Linked DNA regions of Mus musculus: region 2 is linked to region 1. Evidence: chromatin contacts called from public Hi-C data. All regions are on one chromosome and are shown on one strand. Each heading gives the region's core, a stretch centred on a gene start, on an enhancer-like site or on the middle of the called end of the contact. The rest is flanking DNA. Distances are from core to core; before and after follow the strand shown. Region 1 overlaps Dapk1 (death associated protein kinase 1). Region 2 overlaps Dapk1 (death associated protein kinase 1).

Region 1 (5,897 bases), core at 578-3,077:
TTTATGTATATGGGTGCTATGTCTGCAGGTATCCTGCATGCCAGAAGAGGCACCAGATCCCATTATAGGTGGCTGTAAGCTAGCATGTGTTTTCTGGGAATTGAACTCAGAACCTCTGGAAGAGCAGAGCAGCTAGCGCTCTTAACTACCTCTCCAGCTCATAATAAATGGTTTTATTTTAAAGGAAGCTGCTAAGCATGCAGAGAGATAGGCTTCCCGGCAGTGGCAGAGTGGGACTCTGCATTTCTAGGATGTTAGTGTGCCTGTGAGTGAGTCTGTGAGGTTCCAGGCAATGCAGAATCCAGTTCTTCAGGTCTGGCTTAGACTGAGGTCTTGCATTTCTGGTGCTGGTGCTGCTGTCTCTAGAATGCACTGGGTAGCAGCAGGCTTCTGTGTTGGAGATAGCTAGGCCTGGTAGAAACTCTACAAGTTATCTCCCCTCTGAACTCTGGGATTTAGTTTCTGAGGACACAGGCCTTGTGTTAGTGCAAATTTAAGAGTGATAGTTTTTTTTTTTTTTTTTTGCTCTAATCTGTCTAGCTTCTAGATAATCAAGACAGAGGCTATTAGATTTATTCAACAAGCCTTAAGGCACAATAACTGAGCAGATATTAATCTATTCTAACCCTCTAAACTAATCTAGCTACTTTCCAGCCCAAATTCCCAATATACTTTTAGTATTTTAGTATTGATTTTAGGATTTTAATATTGATTTGGCTCTCTCTGCCTGCTCCATTTGTGTTCTCATGGTGACTCCTGGTCCCTCACCACCTGGAGAAACCTCTCCTTCTTCTTCCACTACCCCTGCCCTGGCGGGGACTGGAAGTCCAGCCCTGTCATCTCCTCTGCCCAGTGATTGGCTGATCAGCTTTTTATCCACCCACCAGAGCTAATTGGGGAGCAGTGTTTACACAACGCTGAGACAGGAGATTCTTAGAAGAAGCACTACAATGCCATGTCGGAATTGCAACAAGATATGAGGGCCCCGAAATCAGTATTTGAATGATACACGGATAGTCGTCACACAGGGCACAATAACATTATGCCAACAGCCTTGCTTTTAGACCACTGAGCAAAACCAGCTCTCCAAGCATCTGTGGTCTGACCAAAGCCAGGCAACTGTGCTCATCCATCTCAGCATACTTGTTGGTGGCCTAGAACTGGCACTCTGCCTCATCATGATGCAAATGGTAGTTTCAGGGAGGTGTGCTTTCCACAGAGTCATTTGCTTATACAACCTAGGAGGTGATGAGGAGATGGAAGGGTCTGGTCTGGGGTGGGTGGGCTGTGTGACTCTGAAAGGCCAGTGTGTGTTCGGAGGTGGACAGCACACCTGGAGCTGCACTGCTGGAAGGCTCAGACATCTAGCTGGAGGAGATGATTCCAATTGCACTCGCCACTTTAGGTCTGTGTCCAGAAATGTAAGAAGCGATGGAAAGTGCTAGGGTTCCTTTGTGTCCCAAGCTCTCTGGTTCTAACCCTGACTGACTTGTAGACCATGTGAATGAGGCTTTGAAGGTGTCCTTAGAGATGTTTTCATTCCCAGAAGCTTGGTGGCTTGCTTTGAGTTGCTTGTCAGGGACAGTGCAGAGTGACAGTGGATTACATAAAACCAGAGTTTATCCATCTGTCAGGTAGGAGTCCACAGTGGCAGCTGTGGGAAGTCAAGGACTCGGGCACTTCCTGTGACATTCTGCCACCTAAGCATAGGACTTTGATGTTATTGTCAGTATGGCTGTTGATTTCCTGAACCATCCCTGCGGGAGTCATACTCTGGGCTCTTTCCAGTAGAGGTTCCTGCTTAATCCTGTTGTCCAGAAAATAGTCACATGGGCACAAGGTAGGTGGCGAAATGTAGCGCTCACCCCAGCAAGCAATGAACGGTAGGTCAGTGACTGTGGGCAAAGTAAAAGAGATCAGATGCGGGGTGAACACTTACTTCTGCCTCACTAGGATCTTCAGGACATTCAAACCTTACTGGCCCTTAATGTGGAGGTAATGGTTGCATTTGGCCCAGACAGTCCCGAAGCAGCTTCCTGATAGCCGCAGGAATTGAGGCCAAGTGTCACTACCATCTCAGCATTAAGACTCAGATACATTTTTAGAGTCCCCTCTCTAAATTGCTTCATATACTGCCTAGGAAACACTTAGGGTGTCTGTGAAGGTGCATATTCATAAGTGCTCTGGCAATTAACACTCCACCCACCCCCTCTTTCTTCTCCTCCCCCCTCCCCCTTGTCTTCCTCCTCTCCCTTCCCTTCCCCTCCCTCCCTCTCTCTCATCTTCCCCCCACTCCCTCCTCTTCTCCATCTCCTCATGCCTTCTCTCTGGCCTAACAGCAAACACGATATTTTCACTTTAGAAGACAGTGTACCCTGAGAGGAATAAAAATAATTTTCTTCCAACCTGATGGTGCCAAACTCATAACAGAACAACCCGACCCGGCATTGAGAAGTTGTCTAGCATGCACAACAGTTCAGGGCATAGCAGAAGCCTAGATCCAGTGTACCAGTGGGAACAGGACAGACCCAGCCTTGCCCCCTGAGGGAGGTCTAGAATACCTTAAGTCTTGAATCCAAAGCGGCCACATCTCACAGGTCTTAGGAGTGTTTTTGGTCATTCAGCGTTTTGCTTTCTCTTGACGCAGCTGTGCTCAGTAATTGGGTGTCCCGTTTTTAGTGCAGTCTCACCATTAGCATTCTGCATGTTCCAAACTTCATTGGGTTTTGATGGGCCCATTCTTCATACACCCACCCGTTCCCCAACAAACACACAGGCAGAATCTATGAATCTACATTAAAATTTGTGTTAAAGGCGGGCTGAGAGCAAGTGTCTACCTGTACTGAATGTATTGTTACTAATAAGAATTAAAGGTCTGGAGATGGCTCAGCTAGTCAAAGTGCTTGCCGGGTAAGCCTGACTACATGAATTCCACTTGGGTATAGTGACAAGCCTGGTAACTTCTCGGGCGCCATCTCTCAATAGCTGCAATCTTGACAAGTCACCATGTTCCTCGATATCCCAGGTTTTAGTTTCTTGAGGTACAAACAGAGGTGCCTCCCATGTGCTATTGGGAGAACTGGCCTGTGCTTCAGGGTCTGTGTGGGACAGATCCAGCCTGCATGGTCTCAGTGACACACATTTCATTTGTACATGCATGTGTGTGTCTGTGGATGTCTTGGTGTGTGAGTACGTGTGTGTGTCTATGTGTACATGTGTGTGTATGTGTGTGTCTTTATGTGTGTGTGCATATGTGTGTATGTATATGTGTGTACATGTATGTGCATGTGTGTATGAGTGTGTATGTGTGTACATGTATGTGCATGCGTGTGTGTGTGTGTGTGTGCATGTGTGTGTGTCTTTATGTATGCATGCATGTGTGTGTCTGTGTGTATGTGTATGTATGTGCATATATGTGCATGTGTGTGTGTGAGTTGTCATTCCAGTTGATGTCTAGGAGTTCCGGAATGAAATGATAGAACGTAGCAGTTGGATTTGTATATCAATCTTGTGTGGAACTCGTGGCCAAAGAGGCAGCCCTGAGGAATTGTGTATGTATGACTCTGCATGTGTGTCATCCTCAGCACTTGATGGCAGCACCGACTCTCAGGACCTGTCTCAGACATGTAGATGGAGGCCCAGCCATTGGTGCTTTAACCAGATGTGCAGAGGACCTGAATGTGCAGTATTAGCATCTGAGAGCTGGCACCAACCTCAGACCTCATTGGATCTCATATTTCCTTGTGGACCCCCTGCCCCCCTTCTGACTCAGTGATTCTGGACTTCAGCTCAGGCTGAGACTTTAAGTAAGACTCTGCTCTGTGGAGCTGGGGAGGTAGGATAGCTCAGCAGGTAGAGTGCTTGCTGTGCAAACCCTGAGGACCTATTCAGGCATGTTGCTTGTGTTTATAATACCAGAGCCTTGGCATAGGAGACAGGTGAATCCTTGGGTCTGCTGGCCAGCCCATCTCACCTAATGTACAGATTCCAGTCCAATGGAAGAGCCTGCCTCAAAAAAAAAAAAAAAAAAAAAAAAACAAAACAACAACAACAACAAAAAAACAAGGAAAACGGCAGCTGGAGAAAGCCATTCAGGGTTGACCTCTGGCTGCCACATGTATGTTCCCCCTCCCCCACAAAGACTGGTTTCACTTTAAGAATTTCTGCTTTCTCTCTTCCCTTTCTCCTTCCACTTTCTCTCCTTCATTTACCCTCTGGCGCAGAGATGGGAACTGAGGGAAGAATTCTTCAGTAACAGGAACTCTGGGGAGATAACAGGATCAGCTGAGGAGTTCCCCACAGGCACGGGGACGTGGCACCTCATCACTTCATTTCCTGTAACCTACAGCATGGCAACAGTTTAAAAAAATAGGAAGCATGGCAAGAGGGAGTAGGAAAGAGGAAGTAGGCATCTGACCTCTGACCCCCACAGAGCACATTCCAGGCTGGCGTTTGCTGTATTAGCTGCCAGTCGTCTGCCTTGTGGAAAATACAAAAGTCATATCTATACAGCCGCATGTCTTTTTTTCCGATCAGAAATTATACAGCGACGGTTTTGGTTTGGAAGCTGGCGTCAGGTCACTCTGTGTGGGTCTCTTGTGATCAGATCAGCCCTTGGCCCTGATCACACCATTCTTGTGAAAAGATCTCAGTGCCCCTGCTTAGCTCCTTAAGATAGATTCCTAGAAGCTGATTCCCTGAGCCAGAAGTTACACTTTAAAGGCTCTGGAAGGAAAAGAGTTTATGTTGTTTCCACAAGTGTCTGCCAGTGTGTTCTCACGCCCAGGGTGAGAGAGGCCACAGGGTCGTGTCCTTTGCCAGACACTGTTGTCTTAAAAACCAAAGCCCAGACCCAAACTGTCACCTTGTCTAACAGTCCACAGGTCAGTTTGAGCCCACAGGCTTTGAGCCCTCATTCCCCCAGCTCCTTCTCTGAGGATGTGACTACAGAGCTCCGCAGGCAGCAGCTTAATCTTCCTGCTACTCCTTTTGAGGAGCCGCGTTCAGCTTCCAGCATCAGACAGCTGTGGTTCGGTGTTCCATTTTATTTTGAGATTTGGGACCATCTGGAATTCTCGGCTTGGGCTCCTTTCAGCTCAGATCCACCGTCTCTAGGCTTTTCCTTTTTATCTTTATGCTGCTGTGATTTGTTGTCGTTTTGTTGGTTTTGTTTTTCGTTGCTGTTGTTTTCTCAGACGGGGTCTATCTATGTAGCCTAGGCTGTCTTAGAGCTCACTGTGTAGTCTAGGCTGGCCTCCAGTGTGTGTTTTAATCTACGCTTGCTCAGTACATCAATGTAGACCCCCGTGGCATTTAGGACAGTGCCCTCAAGGGGTACTTGGGAAGTTCTCTGGGCTCTTGTAGCAAACAGCATTGCCTTCAGATTATCCTAGCTTACCAAGACATAGGTAACCTGTTAATGAGGAGGCCATGCCGCACACCTCCCTCATCCCGACTCAGACTCACGTGCATTCTCCATTGCACCCTGAAGGGAAGTCTTTAGGGTCCCAGACTGAAACATCAGGAAATCTATTTTCTTGGCTTTCTTGGCAAGTAGTATGTGACTGAAGAACTGAGTGAGTTAAAAATCACTCAAGGTAAATGTGCTTTACTCAGGTAGAGAGAGGACAGGCCACTATTACCTTTACCATCCTCAGGCTGCCTCAGCTCGTCACAGTGGGAAGGTCATACCGGTTAGTAGCTATGGGCTGGGGACCTTTGTAGAGAAACCTGGGCTAGGAGAAAGTTCACGGTAAGAACCCATCCTGTTCTGCTGAAGATGCCTTTGCGTCCTGCCTGCCCTACTGTTGGATGGATAGACAGCCTCCTGCTATCTAGAATTCATGCCAAAGCTTGAAGTATCTGTGGTTCAGTGAGGAGAGTAGAGGCCTCTGATG
Region 2 (5,996 bases), core at 464-2,963, 68 kb after region 1:
TTACATATAATAAATAAAATACATCTTTACAAAACCACCACTAACTGTAAGCTAATAACATAATGCAGCATGTGATTGTGTCTCAGCCCTTCCAGTGATCTGTCTCTTACTGAAGGTTCATAGAGCCAGGAGGGAAACGCTCCAGCGTGTTAATAGAGAAAATCTCAATAAGCGATGTTGAGGATTTAATTTTCTAACACACTCCTATCCTAAACGCTTAAAACGATGATGTGTTGACCCATGCAAACAATAAATGCTCTGCAAGCAGGGATTGCCAAGCACTGACTCCGACACCCCCTGTACTGGCTCCGTGATTTCTATTCATGGCTCCTTCAGAGCCAATGAGTTTGCTATTTCACTGTTGTATTTACAGAACATCCTAGATCCCAGACTTAGCAACCTTTGAGAAATAGAAAACAACCGAGAAGAGGAGTCTCCTGTCCTCCCTTCATCCTTACATGACTACAGCCACAAGGGTGTGTGCGGTAGCTGAATCTTGCATAGCTTTCGTGACTATAGATTGGGTGCCTCCCTCCCTCTCCTGTTCCACAGGATTATTTTTAAGCCTAAACGTCAAAAAGTAATTACTTTATGTGTGTGGATATTTTGTCTGCATGGATGACTGCACCGCGAGTGTGCCTGGTGCCGACTGGAGTCGGACAGGGTGTTGGATCCTCTGAACCTGGAGTGACAGATGGATGGTTGGGAATCACTGTGGGAGTGCTGGGTTCTCTAGAAGAGCAGCTGGTTCACTTAACTATGGAGCCAACTCTCAGGACCCTATTTTCAAGACCATTGCTTCTTGGTGTGGCGGCTGCTAACTTCTAAGGGCAAACCTGCAAAGACAGGGTGCCAATGCGAGGAGACCCGACAGTCTAATGTCCTGGCTGTGAGATGCTTGGAGGAGATATTCACCACACACTGTTTAAACCTCAAGATAGCTATCACTATTCCTGGGGGTTCACTGCAGTACCCCAAGGTGTATGGCGCACAGTTTGAGAACCATATGCCTACGAACCATAATAGGCATGACCTCGAAGCTTCACGGCCTCCTAAGAGTGCCCTTGGCAGCTCCCTTCCTTCTCTCTCCCTGGTGCATGAATATGAACGGTGTGGTGCAGATACACATGGGTGTCTGGGCGCTCACACTCTTGCCTCGCTCTCTGCCAGCCCAGCGGGAAACTTGGTTATCCTGTGGCTAACCTTCTCATTCATCCTTTGAAGGTGAATTTGGAGCTAGACTTTCAACTTCAAAGTACTTGAAAAACTATCTGGCAGACCTGCCTCAGTGGGAGCTAGAACCTCTTGTTTAGTTCTGTTGGTCCCAGTCCCCTTATGTAATACCGTTTCTCCCCAACGATGGCTGTGAACTACCAGCTTTCACAGATAGCAGCCATGAGAATGCTTGTGGTATTTTTTTTCTCTTTCCAGTATGGTCGGACTCCTCTCCACCTTGCAGCCAACAACGGGATCCTAGATGTGGTCCGCTACCTCTGTTTGATGGGCGCCAATGTGGAGGCTCTAACCTCGGTGAGTACCAGGCAGGGGCAGGTGTCTGGCCTCAGAGAGCCATGGAAACTTCTTGTGCCTCAAGGGCACAGGGAGAAAGGTATTGCCTGGCAACTGCATTCTAAAGCAGACAGGCTGCTATTAAGCTCTAACCCTCTACTGCAGTTACATAAACATTTGCCCACACAGACCTAGTTTAATATCTAGTTAATGTTTCATCCTTTCTCATCTCGCCAGCCCCGCTCCGCCAGCGACCCGCTGGTTCACACTGGCCTTTTGTTTACCGTGTTACACAACAGTGCCTCTTAGCTTTCTATTCCACGTATGGATTTCTCTTTCATAAGTGCTTCCCGTTGGCCCCAGGGTACAAGAGGCCCAGTGCCCTGTGGGAGGAGCTGGATCCCCTGTGTGGTCTTGGGGGGTCATGAACAGCCTGGAGGCAAAGGGCTGGTGTCTACTGTTTAGAGTCCGCCTTTGCTGCTGGGATTGAAAATTATTTCTAAGTAAGACATAGTCCATTCCTCTGGCTTCTCATTTCAGGCTTAGCGCTGCCCTTCCCCCTTCCCCCACTCCTCAGAAGAAACCGTTTGCTTCATATTTCATAAAATAAACACCATAGATAAGAGTTTGGCCAACAAGGTGAAGTGGCAGTTCAGTTGTAGCCATGAACTATTGCTTGATATGTTGCTGGGCCTAAGGTGGGTTAATTACTTGTGTGTGTGTGTGGTCTTGACATTCGAAGATCTGAACTTTATCGACAGTCTTGAAGGAGAGCACATGGTGTTTGATGTTGCACCTTACCTAAGGCTCTGAGGTTCTTGGAGATCTTCAAAGTCTTAACCGAGCTGGCCCTTAGAGCTCCATCTAGCCTGCCATTTGTTTTGGTAAATGAAATTTCGCTGAGGCACAGCTATGCTCATCCATTTATATAGCATTGTCTTTGGCTATCCATGCTGCTGAGGCCCAGATGCCTGGCATGGTCCTCCAGAGTGTGTGTGTGTGTGTGTGTGTGTCCCTGTCTGTGTGTAGGTCTTTGCAGTACCGTTAACTCTCAAGATGTAACGGGCCTGTTCTGTGCAGTACTGGTCTCTGCAGGCACAGATATGAGCAGTGTGTGCAGGGAATGCACACATTTCTCAGGATGCTTATTTACCCCTGCCACACAGGACATTTTAGGCCTGAGGTGCCTTCATTAACCTTTACCCACAGGTTAGCTATCCTGCAGTAACACATCACATGCATTTTTATATTTATTATATATTATATATCTATTGTATAATATGTGTGTATATATATCAGATGATGCCTTGTGGGAAAATAAAAACCAGGGTGACTCTGAAGATGCTATCAGCTGTTGGATCCAGATGTGTGTGCAGTCTCTGGTCCCTTTGTGTTGCTCTGTGAGCCCATGCCCCTCCCACCCCCACCCCCCACTCTTTCCCGCAGTGGCTGTCTTCTCTGCTCCCGCCACACCCTGCTTATACTGCCTTCCCGTCTCCCACCTCTTTCAGCTTCTAGAGAGACTCATGAGTGTTTCCTGTCTGTGCTTAGCCTTGTCATTTACTCAGATAGATGCCCCACACAGAGAAACTTCTAGAAAATGAGAGAGGGGCACTGATCAAAGAGTCTTGACCATCAGTAGGCAGGGGGTGGAGCAAGAGTGATGTCAGATAAGGGTGGGGACTGGGAGGTGGGTGAAGCTGACTTCTCTGCTGCCTCAGCTGAGCAGTCAGGAAATGGGCGTGGCTCGTGCAGTCTGGCAGCTGAGTAGTCAGGAAGTGGGCGTGGCTCGTGAAAAGCATTAGGTTAGGAGGCCTGAGCTTGGTGACCACCCACTCTTGTACAGATTACAGGGATCATGCTAGAAGCAGAACTGAGAGGCTCCCATCAGTAAGCAAGCCTGGTAGGCATCTGGCCTCCTAGCAGGGGAAGCAAGCATCCTCCTCTTTCAGCAGTGATGACTTTTTGTGAGGAGTGGGATAACCGTGGACCGGGGACATCACTTAGAGACAAAGGCCAAAGCATGTCTGTCCTTCTGAATTTTCTAGCAGTCGCATTAAAGAAGCAGCAGACGAAACGGCTTTCAGCAATGCGTGTGAAATCTCATTTCAACAGGAGGAATTTGAGAATATTAATATTTCTCATATTCTCTTATCGGTACGGAGTTTTTAGTGCCTTGTACGTTCTGTACTGACAGCCGTCTTTTCAGAATCACATTTCAGACCCGTCCCTGCGGATGCTGCCCTGTGGGACAGCCAGCCAGAGCCGTAACTTTTTTCTGGCTTCTGAGATGACTGTACAGATAGCATGTGGCACCACAGCACCCCCTAGTGTCACCTTTATATTCTGAGCGCTCCTGGCTTCTCCTCTACCACCAACTCTGCAGAGACTCTAGTCACCTTTTAGGAGCTGCTTTTTTTATTCTGCACCTCTTCCTCAATGCCTTAAAGGCACCCCATGAAGCCATGAGACGGTTTGATGGGAACTCTTAGTTGGAGGTACAGTGTCTAGTAAGGAACTCAGTTCGGTCCAGAGCAAAGGAGAAGTTCTAGCTTGCCTGTTGGATCCATCTCAGGACTTTAGGATACATAATAAGAATGGGGTGGAACACACACCTGAGCCAGAGTTTCAGCCTGGAGAGAGCATTCATTCACAGCTTGGCAATTTTGTCCCCAGAAGACACGTGGACTTATCTGGAGACGTGGTTGATTTTTAAGCTGGAGGTTGAGGAATATCACCAGTGCCTTGGTAGACCACAGAGGTGTTATTCACATTGTATAAGGCTGATAATGGCTTTCCACAGCAGAGAATGACATAGTCCAGCAGGGCCAAGATTAAGATTTGCTGGTCCAGAGAGGCCCCATATGTATCTCAAGAGCAACTTGAGTGGAGGAACTGGGAGGTTGGCAGGTAGACAAGATGTCCCAACTCTTCATGGGATGACTTATTACAAATGCAGATAATGAGACCATAGACTTTTTTTCTTCTCTTAAAAAGGTGTCTTCATTTTTTTTGAAGATTGAATTTTAGGGCTGTATAATACTTTAGCTGAACAGTGGTATCTATCTCCCTTAGTGTAGAGGGGACATAGCCACAGCTCCTGTCCCCACAAGGGACTGTGATATCATGCAGTTCATGTGATCCGCTGCGAACTTGATCAGGCTTGGACCGGAACGTTCTCAGGAGATGTGCATGTTCATGGTATAGACATAAGAGTAGGTCCCTTCATATGAAACCACAGCTCCATGAAAAGTCTCTAATCAAACAGTAAATGTCACAGTGCTGTGGGCCCTTAGGTCTCTGCTTTGTGTTTTTTCAGCCACCTTAAATCAACCTGTGCTAGACTAAGCGTCCTTTGGAAGGTACAGTAGTTACCAGCCACGGTGTAGAGCGAGGACCAGGTTTGTATGTGTGAGAACTGAAAGAGTAGACTGCTGCCATAGAGACAGAAGTTCCATCGGGGATGGGATAGTCAGAGGAGAATGAGTAAGCTCTGAGTCTATGCACTCAGCATCTTTCTGTTGACACCTCAGGACACTACTGCATTTCTTGCTCTGTCATTTTTCCTTCCTGAGCCACCAAATAAAATAAGGTTTCCTTAGATGAGAAAACAGGCCAGGACTTAGAGTTTGTCCAACTTTCTTTTGACCCTGCTGTGCCTCCCATTTCTTCGCTGAACTAGCATGTTGAGGTCCCGTGCAGCTCTGTGACACTGATCATCTGTTTCCTACAGGATGGAAAGACGGCCGAGGACCTCGCCAAGGCAGAACAGCACGAGCATGTGGCAGGGCTCCTGGCAAGACTGCGGAAGGTGAGCCTTCACCGGAGGTCCTCAGATTGTTCTTATGTGAGAAGTTCTTGGTGTTTTCCTTACTAGAAGGAGACATTGGACGTAGGTTTAGGAAGATCATCTTTCCTTGTCCTGTCAGTTGGCACACACACATAAATGTCTAAGGGGTTTCTTCTACAGTTGTTGTAAAGACAAATTTTCGGGCTGGAGGGATGGGCTCAGTGGTTACGTGCAATGGTTGCTCTTGCAGAGAACCAGGGTTCAATTCCTAGCACCTACACGGTAGCTCATTTGTAAGCCCTGTATTTACAAGATACCCAGCACCCCCTGCTGGCCTCTTCGAGCACCAGGCATGCAGGCCATGCATGGACAGACACACAAACTAGTTTGATGCTCTTCCCACCGCTGTGCTGGTTTTGTTTACCCAGCCCTCTCTGTGCCACCACCCCCACAGCGGATGGGGAAGAACACTAGTGGTGTCCCTTCTCCTATTTTGTTTTGAGTTTTCAGGTATCAGTTAATCTCCTGTTTATCAAATCACAGCACTGTAGAGTTTATAAAAACAGAAAAATAAGTAAACACAGGTGAACGATTTACAACCCACATGATATATCAAGAGACTAAAAAAAAAAACCCAAACCATTTTGGCTAAGGTATCTATCTGTTTGTTAACACACAAAGATGTTCACTGAAGTTC

Evidence for each region. A called contact is a pair of places that touch in the nucleus more often than the background predicts.
Region 2: a contact with region 1 is called in a Hi-C map of liver, with 6 times the contacts expected there. The contact joins two enhancer-like sites. A contact is called at or near these places in 28 of 484 Hi-C or Micro-C datasets (the Ba/F3 cell line, LSK cells, bone marrow-derived macrophages and 21 more) and 7 of 115 datasets of contacts at active chromatin or transcription factors (the HPC-7 cell line, bone marrow-derived dendritic cells, differentiating embryonic stem cells and 4 more).

What each region holds. Positions count from the first base shown.
Region 1 is chr13:60,666,429-60,672,325 of GRCm38.p6, forward strand. All of the region lies in intron 2 of Dapk1 (death associated protein kinase 1), which reads left to right. Among named protein-coding and RNA genes, the nearest start is that of Gm35540, 17 kb to the right of the region's middle. Within about 2 kb of position 1,828, at least 12 of the 459 cell types and tissues checked have an H3K27ac peak or open chromatin away from gene starts, as enhancers often do. A contact at or near this core is called in double positive thymocytes and liver, where this site is marked.
Region 2 is chr13:60,734,813-60,740,808 of GRCm38.p6, forward strand. Dapk1 (death associated protein kinase 1) reads left to right here. Exons shown (of 26, transcript NM_029653.3): 18 at 1,432-1,530; 19 at 5,243-5,320. Among named protein-coding and RNA genes, the nearest start is that of BC051665, 49 kb to the right of the region's middle. Within about 2 kb of position 1,714, at least 48 of the 459 cell types and tissues checked have an H3K27ac peak or open chromatin away from gene starts, as enhancers often do. A contact at or near this core is called in double positive thymocytes and liver, where this site is marked.